Regions from separate parts of the Pelodiscus sinensis genome. Here region 1 is linked to region 2. Evidence: chromatin contacts called from public Hi-C data. All regions are on one chromosome and are shown on one strand. Each heading gives the region's core, a stretch centred on a gene start, on an enhancer-like site or on the middle of the called end of the contact. The rest is flanking DNA. Distances are from core to core; before and after follow the strand shown. Region 1 holds the start of PWP1 (PWP1 homolog, endonuclein). Region 2 holds the start of RTCB (RNA 2',3'-cyclic phosphate and 5'-OH ligase).

Region 1 (4,703 bases), core at 637-3,136, 140 kb after region 2:
GGAGGTGCTTGTGTGTAACCGTGAGTCAAGCTCATCAGTTAACCGTTTAACTATGTATACTATCACATCCCTACTTAAAATCACGACATTAAAACTAAGTCTGAGATTCTTTAGCGAACCTTTTTTGGGTTGGGGGCTGCTGACCCACAGAAAAATCAGTCCGGGGTGGGGGAGGCCACACACAAGTGAAAAGTAAAAAAGAAAAACTAAACCCGATAATGAGAAAGACATTTCCCACACCAGGGGCCGGGGGGGGGGGGGAGGGGGAGAGAGAAAGAGAGGGAGGAGGCGGCTAGTAGATTTTGTGTGCTCTAGCTCCACAATGGTAAGGTGGGGGAGCTGGAGCACTAGTGTGAGCTCCCCAATACTGGGGAGGACCCCCCAAACCCCAGAGGCCAGATCCAGGCAATCCAGGGGCCTCATCCAGCCTTAGGTTCCTCACTCCTGGCTTTAGTGGTCAACATTCAAATTTTACTCCATAACCAGCAGGGCTAGAAACTCACTCTTTTTAAACATGGAAGCTTAGAATCTTGCCTAATTGCAAAAGCTGACAACATTCCTTACTAGTGGCAAGTATAGATGAGTAATTGACCTATTTCCTAGACTCATAACTCATATAAAGCTGGTTCAAGGCCATGGCTATACACTGCAGTTAATCTGGGGCTCTGGCACCCAGATCTCACCTATTAGGGATGTGACCAGCTAGTCAATTAGTCACTTTCCCCCCCACCTCCGCTGCCTCTATCAGAAAGAGGCAACAAGAGAGTGGGGAGAGGGCTTGAAAGGGTCAGTACCACGTGGACCCTGGGCTCCATGCGGTGCTGCTGCTTTGAAACACCACAGGATGCACAGAGTCAGACTGACTGAGTCACCTGTTGACTCCATGCTCCCTGCAGCACTTTCACCTGGGGCTGTTGCTACATCCTTATTGATTAACTGAATAGTTGATGCACATTACATCGACTATTCAATTAGCCAATTAATCTAAATTTAACATCCCTACTACGTATATTTGGGGGAGACATTCGGCTACTGCTGTTATGCTGAGACACTCTAGGATTCTTTCCCAAAGAACAGTGGCTTTGTCTACACTTAACAGTTTAAAGCAGGGAAGTGCTTAAAACTCAGTGTGGCCAGGGCACAAGTGCTGGGAGAGAGCTCTCACAGCACTCTCTGTAAACCACCTATGCAATGGGAGTAGCTAACAGCGCTGGGAGCTCGGTCCCAGCACTGTAGCCTGGTTCACACTGGTGTTTCACAACACTGTAACGGGCTGCACTGGGGGAGGGGAGGAAGTGTTGGAGGGGGTGGGTGTTTTTCACACCCTTGAGCCAGAAAGTCACAGGGCTGTAAAATGCCAGTGCAGACTAAGTCCTCGCTGCCAACGGGCAGGATCCAGCCCCCGTTAGGGCAGAGCCCCTCCCCCAGCACGCCCGTGATTAAAGCCCCTCCAGGCCAGGGGCTGTTCAGTGCGTACCCTGGGCCACACGGGGGGTGGGGGAGAGTCTCCCCCCGCCAGGCAGGCGGACACTCACCGCAGCGTCTCCGCGGCCTCCCCAATGAGCCGCTTCAGCTCCTCGGCGCTGAGCCGCACCTGGAAGGGGAGACAGGCTGAGATCCAGCAGCCGGGAGCGCGCCGCAGCGGGAGGGAAGGGGGGGGGGTGGCGGAGGAAAAGGCACGTTTTCCAGCTCGAGGGGGGGGGGGTCTCACCTTGTCGGGCGTTTCCTTGGCAACCGCCTTGCGCACCCAGGTGGCGCAAGTCACGGGGCCGCTCATGGCTCCGGCCGCAGCACGTGCCGCCGGCTACTCTGGACTCGCACGCTGCCGCGAACGCCGCGGCACGAACGGTCGCGTTCCTGATGACGTAGCTGCAAACTTGACAACTGCTCGGGGCCAGGGGAGGAGGGGAAGACGAGCCGCGTGAGGTCATCACCAAGCGCCCGAGCCGAGGCCTGGAAGGCAGGGGCGGGTCAGAATCTGAGGACCCCAACCCGAGCAGGAGAGGGAGGGAGCTCAGCCAATGAGGGGGGGCAGGGCCAGAGGGTCCGGAAGCTAGTGGGCGTGGCCAAGGGGTGGGGCAGGGGGCAGGGACGTGGGGGAGGGGCGAGGGAAGGTGCTGGCTGCGCCCGCGCAGGGCGGGAGCGGTGTTTGTCCTTTCCGCGGCGGGGCGGGGTCTGGTGCAGGGCGCCAGGCTGAGCGCTGCGCGCGCGCATCTGTCCCGTGCCGGCCGTTTGAGCGGAGCTGTTAACCGGCGTTCAGGGCCGCGCCAGGTGGTTTCCAGCGGGAGGAGCGATGCGCTGAGGCGAGCGTGTCCCGCCTGCGGACACAGCCTGAGTCTAGCGGCTTGTGTGTCTGAATCCGGTAGGCGCGAGCTGCAGCAGTCTCCTTGCTCACAGGATCCAGGCCCGCCCTCTGTGGGGATGGGGGGGGGGAGCTAATTTAAAGGTGGCTCAGGGCCCAGTGATTTAAAAGGGCTCTGGACTCCTGCCGTGGCAGCAACAGCGGCTGGAGCTTCGGGTGACTCAGGCTGGGCAGTGCTGACCGGCTGGTGTGGAGTAGGGCTGCAATAGCATAGTCGATTAACTGATAAGCAAAAGCTTATTGGCTAATGCAATAGAGAGACGCATTCCCTGCCCCCCCACCCCAGAAAATTTTTCAGCAGGTGGGCTCCGGCCAGGTCCAGGACTTACCTCCACTGTGGCTCTGCCTTCAAAGTGTATTAGGAAGCAGGCAGACAGCCTGGCTCAGTTCTGGCTTGTGCTGGCTCCAGGAGCTCAGCTCAGCTCAGCTCAGCTCCCCTGTGACAGCCAGTCCGTGAGGGGAGCTGGCTTTTAAACTGGCTCCCCTTACAGATCAGCTCCCACCTGACAGTCCACGCTGCTGCCTCTGGCAGGGGTCCCCTCGGGAGTGGGGCCAAAGTGCACTGGCTAGGGGCCCCCACCCCATCGGGACTATAGAATAGTCAAGTAATAGGAATTCATAAGGTTAATTGACTATTCAATTAACCGATTATTTAACATCCCTGATTGGGGGAGGGGGGGAGGATAGCCACTAGCCCCACCTCTACCACCTATAGCCCTGTCTCTTCTGTCCAAGGCCCTACCCCTTTTGTGAGGTCCAGGAACCAAGTTCCCCTACGTTGTCCAGGGCCTAGCGAAGTCTGCCATCCAGCAATCCTGTGCCCTGAGTTCTGTCCCTCTGCTTCTTCAGAGCCACTTGCAAACTACATTTCTTCCAGTCTGCTTCTTATACTACTGATTGCCAAACTATTGCCTAGCCTCAGAGTTTGGAATAGGAGAGCCTCACATGGCTTAGCTTCTGATCAGGCTTTGCTATATGTCTCTATTGTTTTCGGTAGTGGCCTCTATCATGTCTGGCTATCTCACTCATTTAATTGTTTCTTCCATTTAACCTGTAAGAAGCATACAACACCTATGAGCTTTAACCAGGTCTCTGATTGTCTGCTTCTTCTAATTCTCTCAGGCTGTCTACACTGCTGGCTTTTGCCTGCAGAGAGTATGCTAATGAAGTGCTTATTAGTAACTTTCTTGCACTTCATTTGCATAATCTCAGCCCAAGGCTTTTTGCACAAGAAGGTTTTGTACAAAAACTAGCAGTGTAGACGGATCCGTTTTGCGCAAAAAACCCCTTTTGCGCAAGATCCTTATGCTTCAAAAAAGGAGGTATAGAGAGCATGCGCAAAAGGGTTTTTGCACAAAATGGATCCGCTTACACTGTTTTTGCACAAAAAGCCTCTTGCACAAAAAGCCTCGGGCAGAGATTATGCAAATAAAGCATGAGAAGTTGCTAATGAGCGCAAAACAGTTGCTAATGAGAAGTTGCTAATGAGCGTCTACACTGCTAGTTTTTGTACAAAACCTTCTTGTGCAAAAAGCCTTGCTTGGGCTGAGATTATGCAAATGAAGTGCAAGAAGTTACTAATAAGCACTTCATTAGCATACTTTCTACCTTTTTGCGGGCAGTGTAGACATAGCCCTAGGGTCTCACGTCAGCCTGCTGCCAGCTATCAGCAAAAACACTGTTCATCTCTCTCATTAGTAGATCTGACCAGCTCACTCACCTCAAGTCCCTTATCTTCTACACTAAGTTATAGCTTCCCAGTTCTTCTGATGTCAGGGCCGGATTGAGGGGGGGCTAGCTGGGCAGCTTCCCAGGGTGCCAACCTATGTGGGGCGCCTGATGGCAGCTGTAAAGGGTACCGCGCGCGGTGCACCTTAAAGCTGCCATCAGGCGCCACATGCCCGGGGCCAAAGGCCGCATGGCACCCCTTAGGGCTGCAATCAGGCTCCATGTGCCCAATTGCAACTGTAAGATGTGAAGTGTACCTGGGGGGTGGAGCCGCACATGCATCGTGTGCCCGTTGCCCGGGGTGCAGGAATGGCTCGAACCGGCCCTGACTGATGTTCATCATGCTGGCCTCCTCATGTCTCTGGACTTCTCACACTTTTGTTCTGGAGTAGTGTTTCTTAAACTTTTTAAGACTGAGGAACACCAAACAATTTTTTTTATGGGGAACACCAAAGATTTTTTGTTGAGGGGAAAAAAAAGGTCAGGGGGGGAAAGGGATCCGGGGCAAAGTTACTGAGCAAATCCATCAAAATTGGGGGCTAAATGAACAAAAACAACCACCTTGCACTGTTTCAAAATATGAATGTCAGCCTCTGTATCATTGTGTGTGTCT
Region 2 (5,231 bases), core at 1,268-3,767:
GAATATGAAGTGGGAAGTATCAAGTGCTTCGATCTGAAAACTCTCTTGGTGCCTATGAGGACTAAAAGTTCTTTGTGAAAGGATTTCATCAGAGTTTGATGGAAGGAACAAAGTGCCCTGGCACTCCTTAACGGTATTTCAAGATGGGGACTATCCTGATGCCTTTGTTAGTCTAAGAGGGTACTCTAGAACAGTGTTTCTCAACTAGTAGTATGAGTACCCTTAGGGGTACTTGAGAGAAGTCTGGGAGATATGTCAACACAACTGAAATTTGGAGAAAACTGAATTTTTGTTTTAAGTTTTACAGCGCTTTATTATTTTTGTACTTTTTACACCCAAAAATTTCATCATCCGCCCAGCTATGATTAAGTTGTTTTAACAAATGTCTTGTAACTGTAGAAAAAATTGTGTATGTCTGAAAACTGTAGGTACTGGGGATACTTATAATTTTTTTTTTCAGAAAGGGGGTTCTTTAGGAAAAAAGTTAAGAAACACTGCTCTAGAACTTAGAGCTGAAAAGGACTCATTAATCTACTTCATGCCCCTAATGGTACAGATTTATTCTTTAATACAGAATTATTCTTTAGTAATTATTATTTTGTTAGTACTGTCACCGTAAGTTTTACATGTGCCAAGCTGTGCAGCTACAATAAACTTTTCTTGAGAAACTACTCCACAGTATCTCAAGAGTGAGGTAATTTTTTAATGACTCATTCAATTACTCCTAATGATACCCACCTTCTCATTCCTTCTTAAATAGTTCCTAGTGTCCCCCTTTCACTGTTCAGCTTGCAGTGACAAAAAGGGTCTATTGAAAGGGGAGAGAATAAAAACTTGACAATAAAAAAAAGTATTTGAGAAATGAAACATATGTTTTCATTTCCTTTCAAAAGTTCCTAATTCCAAAAAAGGCAAACTTTCAGGCTACGTCTACACTGGCATGATTTTCCGAAAATGCTTTTAACGGAAAAGTTTTCCGTTAAAAGCATTTTCAGAAAAATCGCGTCTAGATTGGCAAGATGCTTTTCCGCAAAAGCACTTTTTGCGGAAAAGCGTCCATGGCCAATCTAGACGCGGTTTTCTGCAAAAAAGCCCCAATCTCCATTTCCTGAACGAGAGCAGCATAGTATTTCCGGAAAAGCACTGATGATTTTACATGAGATCGTCAGTGCTTTTCTGGAAATTCAAGCGGCCAGTGTAGACAGTGAGGGGGAAATGTCGCTCCCCTGGGGTACAGAGCCCCCAGAAGGGTCCGAGGCCGGAGGTGAAATCAGTGAGGCAGGAGAGAAACCTAGAAGGGAAAACTTTATGATGCATGCATGCAGGCTGTCACTTCCAAGAGTGAAGCAGCCGCCCTGACAGACAGATTCAGGTATTCTATATACAGAATGCTTAGACAGTTCAGTTGTGGATTGTTCTTCTTTAACATATCAAAGTCTTAGCAGAAGTACTCTAAGACTTCTGTTTACCCCAGGAGTGCTAAAAGTAAGTTTTTACAGTACACAAAGCCACATAAGAACTTGAGTGGAGGAGTCTACAAGGCAAACTGTGACAAAAATAAGGGTTTACATAACAAATTGTAACAGACTAGAAGTATCCATAAATTTAAGATAGTTATTTGTAAGGGTCTTTGATTAAAGCTAATTTAATTTCTCTCTGTTACAGGGAGAAAGGCCTGAAAAACTTTTTAACCCTTACAGCAGTTTTCTTTTAGAAAGTTATAATTTCTGCACAGTTCCCCCCTTTAGACACAATTGAAGTTATTTAATTTTTCTCCCACAACAGCTGGCAAGTTTTTCCGCAAAATCAGATGATTTTGCGGAAAAACTTGCCAGTCTAGACACAGCCTCCCTCACTGTACCCCCCTCTTGTCGAGCAGAAAACAAAACCACCCCGTGGGCTCATCTGAAGAAGTGCATTTTGCCCACAAAAGCTCATGCTACTATACATGTATTTTTGTTGGTTGCTAAGGAGCTACAGGACTACTCCTTGTTTTTTACACCAACAACCTGCATTTGACAAAACCCCATTTTTCAGCAGGAAATGTTTTGCCAGTGAAAACTATCCGCCAGCTGTGACTGAGACGCCCCAGCCAACAGCCCTGGGCGTGGTGGCATCGTTAATGTCCGCTGGGTGGCGCGGCAGCCTCACTGCAGGACTCGGGGGACGGGGGGAAAAGAGAAGCGGGACTCAGGGAGGAGGCAGCAGCTTCCGAGCATCGTGCACTTCACCCCGCTGCGGCGCTCGTGTGAGGGGCCGGGCGAGCTCTAGGGGGCACCAGGGCTCGGTCCCAACAGGCCTGCGAGGGCTGCCCCTGCTCCCACCCCACAGCCCCCGGCCTGCCCAGTCTCTGCAGGAACCCGGCGGCAGCCCCAGCACTGCGCCCTGCACGGCCGCGCGCGCCGTGGGGTTGTGCCAGGGAGCCTCCTGCCGCGCGCCGGCGCCGCTACCGCTCTCCCGACGGCTCAGAGCCCCACCAGGGGGCGCTGCAGCGCACCGCGGGGCGGGCGCCGCGCAAGGCTCCGGCCTGAACGCACGAAATATGAGCCTCGGCGGCTCCTGTCCAACGGCCTTAACGCCTCCCCACCTATTCGCTGGCGTTTCGCCTTCTGATCGAGAGTGAGCCTCGGCGGCCTCCGTGGCATCCTTCCTGGCCGGCGCCGTGAGGGAACCCCCAGCGGTGTGTGTGACACGGAGTCAGCAGGGCCGCCGCCATGAGCCGCAGCTACAATGACGAGCTGCAGTACCTGGACAAGCTCACCAAGAACTCCTGGAGGATCAAGAAGGGCTTCGTGCCCAACATGAACGTGAGCGCGAGGGGCGGGGGTCTCGCGCTCGGCAGTGACCGTTCAGCGCGCGAGCTGGGGGGGCGGGGCTGCCCCGAGACACCCCCTCCCCGCAGCTGTGGGACCGGCCGTTGGCGCCCCTGCGGCGCGAGGAGGCGCGGGAAGGGGGGGTGCGCGGCCTGTCGCTGTCCGCGTGACCCGCCTCGGGGAGCTGCGGCCTGGGACCAGACCCCCCCCCCGCGTCCGCTCGGGCAAAGCGGCGTCGGGGCGATACCTCCGCTCAGCGGCTCGCGGGGAAGCTCCTGCCCCACCCGAGGGGGAGCCGGGCAGGGAACAGCAAGGCGCTGGCGGGGGAGGGGGCCTTGGAATTGGACACCCTCCCCCCCCCCCAGGGGGCTCTCGCTGGAGGAGAGCGCGCGGCTGGGATATTTTTCATCCTTAACGGTTCTCTAAGCCCGTGAATCCGGCCCTATTAAAATAAACTTCAGAGAAAGACATCCTGGGGGCGGGGCTAATGCCCCGAAGAGAAGCTGCACTTCCATAGCTGGACACGTGTTTCGGATTAGGAACCCCAGGGCGGGCCCCAGCCTCACCTTGGCTACATGTGCCCCGTCTCTGTTCTTCCTAACGTCACTCTGGCTTTGGATCCCGATAGTGAAAGTGTTAATGCATGTCAGCGGTTCTGGGCCTAGTCTCTATGGGTACACCTAGACTACAGGCTTTTGTCGACAAAACTTCTGCTGACAAAGAGCGTCTAGACTGCATCCAGATCTGTCGACAAAGCAAGTCACTTTGTCGACATGACAGTGTAGACGCAAAGGACAGTGTAGATGCAATAACGCCTTCTGTTGACAGAACTCTGTTGACAAAAGGCATTATTCCTCATAGAATGAGGTTTACCGCTGTCGACAAAACTGCCCAACTCGGCGGTAGTGTAGACACAGGTATACTTTTGTCGACAAAACCCTGTAGTCTAGTTGCACACTATGCTACAGCTTATGTCGGTATAATTTATGTCACTTGAGCATATGTGACTTGTGGTAGCCCTCAGGAGGTAGCACTGCCACCCCACCCCTGTCAAAACTCAAAGGGCTAAATGGATGCGCCTCTAGTCCCTCCCCCCCCTTTTGGGTGGCCCTCCTGCACCCCTTCCCCTCCAGGCACCAGTCGCCTATGCACTTGATTATGAAAAAACACCCTCTGAGCCACATAAGTTATATTAACACAAGTGCCTGTGTGCATAGTGTTAGGTCAGCAGGAGAGCTTCATCTCCTGATGTAGCTTCTGCCAATGGTAGAGGTGATTTCTCTCCTGTCAGCGTAGTGCAATGGTGCTCAACCTTTTTTAATTTGCAACCCCCAGGGCTGGAAAAATTTTGGTTGAGCAAAAAAAAAAGGCGCTGGGAACATTTTGTTGCAGCCCCTTTAATTTAAAGTGCTGGTCCGCTCCCCTGCCACTCCTCCTGCCCCCGCTGCACGTATGTTGAGCGCCAAGCCAGGAAAACAAAATGGCAGCCGGCCCGGCGCTGTGACCCCCTTGCTCCAGGAAGACAGCCTTGGGCGTCATGACCCACGGGTTGCGCACCACTGGCATAGTGCATTTTCACGAGACATGCTGTGCTGGTGCAGCTGGAGCACTGTGTATATAGACATGGTCTGTTTGTTTGCAGGATTGAGCATTGGGATTGTAAACTTCTTGGCACAAAGTGTATGTCTTTTGAAAGTGACTAGTGGGTCTTAAGCCCTACCAGAAAGATAAGCAAATATGCTTCTAAATAAACAGTGGCAAGAAAATAACAAAAAAAAATACACTTTGTAACCTATTCTGTTATATAATCCTGCTTCTGGCAGGTTTTTGTAAGAGTAGTAATGATGCATTATTTTGTGTTTTCTCGTTCTTATGTTTGCTTCTAGGTGGAAGGAGTATTTTATGTAAATGAGCCACTAGAGAAATTAATGTTTGAGGAGTTACGAAATGCCTGCAGAGGTGGCGGTAAGCATAGGAAGATCCCCTCTTCTTGTTTGTTTTTCATTAAATTTCAAATGCTTGCTTCCTGTATATCACTTCTTTCATTCTCATCTCCTAAAAAAAAAAAAGCCTTTTACGCTGAATTAGTGTGGCTTGTATGCGTCTAAGAAAACATTGAAAATGTGTAGTAAAGATTACTCACATATCCAGCCATGAAAGTATGCACTCCCTGTGTACCTGACAACACTGTTTCTAAATCCTGAAAATATTGCTGCTGAAACAGACAGACTTGCCAGTCCTGGTGACTGCAAGGGACAAGTTGAAAATATAATACATTTCTTTCCTGTGTTAAGAACTTTACAAAAATGAAAAATAAAGGGATCTTAAAATATACTGCACTTTTTCATAATTATATCTTTATAGTTATTTACTGCATTTCATTCCTGAGTACTGGTTAAGTTACCTGGTAAGCATCAC

The links. A called contact is a pair of places that touch in the nucleus more often than the background predicts.
Region 1: a Hi-C map of blood shows a contact between it and region 2, with 4 times the contacts expected there. The contact joins the promoter of PWP1 here to the promoter of RTCB in region 2. A contact is called at or near these places in 3 of 5 Hi-C or Micro-C datasets (blood, liver and an unstated tissue).

What each region holds. Positions count from the first base shown.
Region 1 is chr1:96,005,464-96,010,166 of ASM4963464v1, forward strand. PWP1 (PWP1 homolog, endonuclein) reads right to left here and starts at 1,887. Exons shown (of 15, transcript XM_075938363.1): 1 at 1,712-1,887; 2 at 1,536-1,594. The coding sequence starts at 1,777. It overlaps LOC142830833 (a long non-coding RNA gene), which reads left to right and starts at 2,182. Exons shown (of 2, transcript XR_012906356.1): 1 at 2,182-2,362.
Region 2 is chr1:95,862,037-95,867,267 of ASM4963464v1, forward strand. RTCB (RNA 2',3'-cyclic phosphate and 5'-OH ligase) reads left to right here and starts at 2,518. Exons shown (of 12, transcript XM_075938283.1): 1 at 2,518-2,807; 2 at 4,700-4,778. The coding sequence starts at 2,715. BPIFC (BPI fold containing family C) reads left to right here. Exons shown (of 18, transcript XM_006137975.3): 18 at 1-855.